2 separate regions of the Callithrix jacchus genome follow, and region 2 is linked to region 1. A link is a contact called in public Hi-C data. All regions are on one chromosome and are shown on one strand. Each heading gives the region's core, a stretch centred on a gene start, on an enhancer-like site or on the middle of the called end of the contact. The rest is flanking DNA. Distances are from core to core; before and after follow the strand shown.

Evidence for each region. Hi-C and Micro-C count contacts between places; a contact is called where the count stands out from the background.
Region 2: a Hi-C map of skeletal muscle shows a contact between it and region 1, with 5 times the contacts expected there. The contact joins two enhancer-like sites. A contact is called at or near these places in 2 of 3 Hi-C or Micro-C datasets (both in skeletal muscle).

Annotation. Positions count from the first base shown.
Region 1 is chr4:163,512,468-163,515,261 of calJac240_pri, forward strand. No RefSeq gene overlaps it. Among named protein-coding and RNA genes, the nearest start is that of ARID1B, 92 kb to the right of the region's middle. Within about 2 kb of position 1,449, at least 16 of the 16 cell types and tissues checked have an H3K27ac peak or open chromatin away from gene starts, as enhancers often do. A contact at or near this core is called in skeletal muscle, where this site is marked.
Region 2 is chr4:163,850,016-163,852,809 of calJac240_pri, forward strand. The region is part of intron 4 of ARID1B (AT-rich interaction domain 1B); the gene reads left to right. Among named protein-coding and RNA genes, the nearest start is that of ARID1B, 250 kb to the left of the region's middle. Within about 2 kb of position 1,341, at least 13 of the 16 cell types and tissues checked have an H3K27ac peak or open chromatin away from gene starts, as enhancers often do. A contact at or near this core is called in skeletal muscle, where this site is marked.

The DNA of each region.
Region 1 (2,794 bases), core at 199-2,698:
TGTCCCCTTGTGTCTCGCTACTGCAGCCCTAGGTGTTTTGTATAATGCATGAGTGAACCCCGCTTAGAAATAGAAACGCATTTTCAATAAGTATTTATTATGTTGTTCTGAGCATACAGCTTTAAATTTGCCCGCTGTAGCTTGAAGCATTACACAAACTGTTGGTCTGCTGACTGCCTCTCTGGCAGCAACACACAGAGAAAATAGATTGCTAAGGGTTTTTTCCTCTCCTCCTCCCCCTCTCCTCTCTCTCCTCTCTCTCCTTTCTCTCCTGTTTTTTCCTTTTCTCTTTTTAAACAAGTCGTGGGCATTTTTTAATCTTGTGGCATTTTTAATCAACACGTATTTCCTTCCAAGACCTCTGATCCTATATTGATTCCCATTAAAATGCTTTTCTTTTCTTTGCCCCCTCTGCTGATCGAATTTCAGATCAGCCACGGGAGATGCAACTAACCTTCCGGCACTACTGAACCCAGCCGAGCGAGGGTGATCAAAAGGCTTGATGCATTCATTAAACATTCCCATCGCCCGGGCAGGAGCTCTAATGGAAGCTATCTCTCTGCATTGCAATTTTTTCCCCCTTTTTGCCTTTCCCCCCACCTCCAAAAAATGTTTTTTGCCTTTGATCGCAGGGGGCGGGGGGAGAACATGAGAACAAAAGAGACCTATCTTTTTCCCCGGGGCTGACGTCAGTTTGATTTTACTGACAACTATTCGAGCGTGTGTAGCTGTTGGAAGCGGCCCCACGCCCGTCCCCCCACCCCCAACCTTCCACTTTTGGGAGAAAACAAGACTTTTAGCGGCTCCGGAGACGCGCCCTGAAAATGGCCCGCTCGGGCTCTGCGCTCGCTGCCCTCCCGCCCGCTCGGCAAAGGGCATTCGAGGCTTATTTGTGTGGCACGATCTTTACTGGGGCGGAAAACACGCGGCGGGGGAGGAGCGGGAACAGACGCAGCCCGGGGTGGAGAGCCAGGAATGTTCCTCCCCGGCGTGGGGAGAAGAGAGGACACGGGCAGAGAAAACAGTCCCCGCCCGGCGCGGGGCGCGCAGGGCGCGCGGGGTCCGGGTCCCGGGCGGCTCCGGGCGGGGCGGAGGCTCGAGGGTTCCGGCCGCGCGGAGTCGGGGCGCAGGGAGCCTCCGACGCCGCGGGCGCGCGTGCGCGTTGCGGCCCCCACGCCCCGGCCTCGGCGGCGCCAGCCTCCGGCTCGGCGAGCGCGGCGGTGGGCGGGCCGCAAAACCCGGGCCGGAACCGAGTATGGAGCGGAAGGCGCCGCGGAGTTTGGGCGGCAGGGCGAGGAGCTGGAGAAGCCACCAGTGGGGGTACGCGCGCCCCGAAGAAAGGCCCCTCTCCCGCGTCCCCTACTGGCTCCTGGAAGCCGAGGAGCGGGGCTCGCGTTGCCGGTGCAAGATTTCCAATCAGGCCTGGGAGGAAATGGATGCAGTTAGGGCACAGCCCCGTCCCGCAATTGCCAGGAGCCTGAAGATCTATGACCGACTTAAGCCATTTCTGGACAAGTCATATTTTCCAGGCTTTCGTGAAATAGTCATTGCTCCTATTCTAAATCTGGAGGCGAATGTGCATCTATTTCAGGGAGAATGAAAGATGTGAAAAGTAGCCTGGGCTCCGGGAAATGTGGGTAATGGGACTGGACCTGCGCCTGGGGCCCGCCCACCCGTCCTCTCCCGGGAGCCCCCCGACGTGCGCCATTAGCATAAGGCGCGTTAAGCGCTGCCGCAGTCCCGAAAAGGCGAATTCGAAACGATCACTTCTCAGGATCTTGACTTTCACTAAGGGAAAACGTGCGTTAAATAACAGCCAGCGAGTGCTGGCGTGGCCCTGTCATTCCCTGGGCGTCTCTGCTGACCTCCATTGCAGCCTGGACTACACTGGGTTCCAGTGCTGTCTTCCTATTTCCGCTGGAGACTCCTAGCGGGTGGATACCAAGACTAGTTGTTATTTGTGTCTGCCCCAACCCGCCAGGGCACACCATAGGTGCTCAGTAGATGCCTCCTACAAGAGTACATATTGGAGGTGATCGTCAAGTGCTGCCAAGCACAGGAAAGAACAGTTAAAGCGTCGGACGGTGGTTTGTGAAAGGCCAGGCATTTGTGCTGGATTCTGAAGACCAGCTCTAGATGACAGTAAAGGCCACTCCAAGTTGAGGGAACAGCACGAACAAAGCAGGGAACGTACCATGAGTAGGAAAGTGGTGAATCTGCACAGGGGGTTACTCAAGGGCCAGAGAAAAGGAAGCCAGGCAGCCACTGAGTACCCTGCCACGCAGGTAACAGCCAGGAAAAGCACAAAACATGCTGCTCAGGGGTTCTGGAATACGCACGTGCAAATCTGTAATAAAAAGGAATGTGGATATACAGAAACAAAAGTCAGAAGAAGAAAAACAGGACAGCTTATAGGGGAATTTCAGAAAAATCACATGAAGTAAAAAAAAGTCAAGGAAAATCCCTGGCCTGTGACTCCCAGAACAAAACATTCAATACCATTTGTGGGGGGTCTTTATCAAAGAGGGAGAAAGAATACAGTAACAAAGAGGAAGTAGTGTTTTGATTAAAGATCTTTGACCACAGCAATGTTTCTCATCAGTAAAAGCATAAGAGACACAGGAGATTTTAGACATCACTGTTAAGAAAGAGCTGGAACTCAGAATTAGCAAGAGAACACTGATAGATTGAAAACAAGATAAATGTGCATCGTTAAGGAATTTTAAATAAATTGTCGCACAGTCACTCGATAGAATATTACACAGTCATTGAAAATGCAGTGTATTTATTGGAA
Region 2 (2,794 bases), core at 91-2,590, 340 kb after region 1:
GAGCCACAGCGCCCAGCCTATATATTTTTAAATTAACCAAAACGTTAACTTTTTAATAAGGGGTTGTGTTTGAATTCTTCGCCTCTAGCCACCAGGCATGTTTTTCTCCAACTGATGCCATTGGAACTATAAATAGTAGGTAGAACTCAATGAGATGGCATCAGATAACAGAGAAGCCTAGTTTGGCCATGTCTCCTACTGTGAATTTTAAATAGTGGTGGTTTCAAACTATATGTAATTTCCTCAAAATAATTTTTCGTTTCCTAATTTTTTCCCATTGCTTTTTCCTCAAAGACTTGTTACCTCTCCCTAATTATTTTTTTAAGGAGTGCTGTCTGTTGAGTCCTTAATTATCTTCTACAAAAAATCTTGGGACTTGTGGCTAGAAACGATACATTCTTATAACCTTAGTGGCCTACGGACTCTTGCTGCTTTGCAGAATTTGATAAATCAGGGATCCGGGGACACGGAAACTTTCAGCGCTCGCCCTCAAATAGCGGCCCGGAATCCCCCGCCCGGACGCCTGCGCGCCGACAGCGTCCTTCCCTCCTGGGCTGCGCTTTTACTCGTGGCCAGAGCCTGGCTTGAGAGAGAGGATTTTGCAGGAGGGTGTGAAGGACGCAGGACCCCTCTGAGGCCGCGCTTTTCCCGTCCTCACGGCGTGTCCACAGCTCGCCTTCGTTTCTTTTGTTTTCTTCACGTGCCGGTCCCGCGGGGAGACTTGCCCGCGCCCACGGAGGAATCCGCCTCCGAAGTTCCCCCACCTCCGAAGGGGGAACCAGTGATTCCACGGACCCCGGGATTCCCCGGGCGTGCGGACCACCAGGCTGCGGGCGGAGGAAACTGCCGCGGAGGCGCAGGGCGAGTGCGAAGACTGAGCCACACACCAGCGCAGCGGCCTCTCCCAGCAGGCCCCGCTCCCGCCTCCCGGCCTGTCCCAGCTCGGGCGTGGGTTCCCTTGCCGTTTGCCCTCCCCCGCACGTAGGCTCGTGGGGACCGGGGCAGGGGACGAAAACAACCGCGTCCCCAGCCTGGCCAAACGGGACCGGGCTCCTCAGACGGCGCCTCGGCGCTCCCCGGGCCGCATCGCGCACAGATGGGCCTTTGTGGGCCCCCGCGGAGGGAGGCGCCGGCCGTAGCCACATTCCCTCCCGGGCGAGCGCGGCCGCCGCCTGCAGGCACCGTCCGCCCCGCGCGCCCGCAGGCTCCTCCTGGAGGCCGAGGCCGCACGCACAGCGTGTTTATTCTAAAGTTTTGCTGACACAGCTTCGCGTTCTCCTGAGCGGGCGCAGCCAGTCTCACACAGGCCCCCGAACGTTTCCCCTGCGCCGTGTCGCGCCGCGGTCCCCCACCTCGCCACGCGCCCCAACCTCGGCGTCCCGCGTAGCGCGCTCAGCGCTTAAGGTTTTAATTTTTTCCCTACTTCCTCTGGTGCATCTCTTTTCCCCTCTCAAAACCACCACCCGAACTTAAGGGCTGGATGAGTTGCAACTCGTCCGCGTAATTAAAAAGAGTGGCAGATGGTGGAAAAGGCAGGAGCTACGGAAGAAGGACGCGGGCCGGGCCGCGGAGCCCAGGCCTCCGAGGACAGGGCGGGGCGGCGGGGCGGGGCCGCTGCAGGGGGCGGGGCCTGCGGGAGGCGGGGGGAGGTGGTGCGCCGCCGCCATTGGCTGTTACCCGACGCACCGAGGCTGGGCGGCTTAGACAGGCACTTGGATTCTGTTTGTGTAATAGCGGCTTTTTGGAGCCAAGTGCATGCTCATCAACCTTCCTTGCTGGGAAAACCAACTCACAGCATTTTTTTTTTTTTTTTTTTTAAAGCTGAGAAACGCCTAGGCTTGTAAAGTTTCATCTCCTCCTGCCTGTGCTTTCCTGTTCTTAATTAAATGCTACAGTCTTGTCGGGTATTACTTTTAATCCTGTCTCTGCCACGGAGACTTTAGGATCACTGGGTGCTCTCTTGGTCACCTATAGGTGTTTTAGGTAGTATGTTGCAATCTGCAATCCAGGGACATTTGACGACCTTTTCAAGTAATTAAACAACACATGAAACTATAGTAGATTAACCAAGGCACATTTAATCCAACTAATAGCAATCAGCGATGGCCACTTTGGGTTTTACACTTTTTTCTCACTCTGTGGACTATATAATTTGTTTGACTATAAATTCTAGTTTATTCTCTTGTTGATACTGCTTATTCAAGTAACTTATAATGTGTGTGTGTGTGTGTGTATTTTTATCAGACTCAAATCAACTTAATTTTTGAATTCTGCAAATTCAATTAATGGTCTATTATAACAATGTAGCTTGAAATTTTCGGTGTTGATGTAGAAATAGAATCAAAGAAGTATAAGAGAAATGGCCTTTAAGAGTTCTGAATATTAACATTCTTTTGTTAGTTTTTATGCTTTATAGTACTTGCTGCACATGTGAATATGCATAGAATTTTCATGTAGCAGTTTCTGTGTTTGTCATTTGTATATAGACAGATGTTATAAAAAGATAGCAGGGACATTTCTAACCTTGATCATTGTTGCTCACCGATTACGTTTGCCAGTTATAGTTTAAGTTAAATTTCATATTATTTAGGTATTTCATAAGAACGAGTGAGTTGCGTACTAGGATATATACTCTTGTACTCCACATCCTTTCCTCACTCCTGCGCTTCCTAACAGGAAGACCAAATGTCTTGTGAGGATAAACACTCATTGGTTATTATCTGTAGGACAGGATTAGCAGCTCTTTTTAGGTTTTGAGCTACAGTCTTGTAATACTGGTTAAATGGATGCAGGT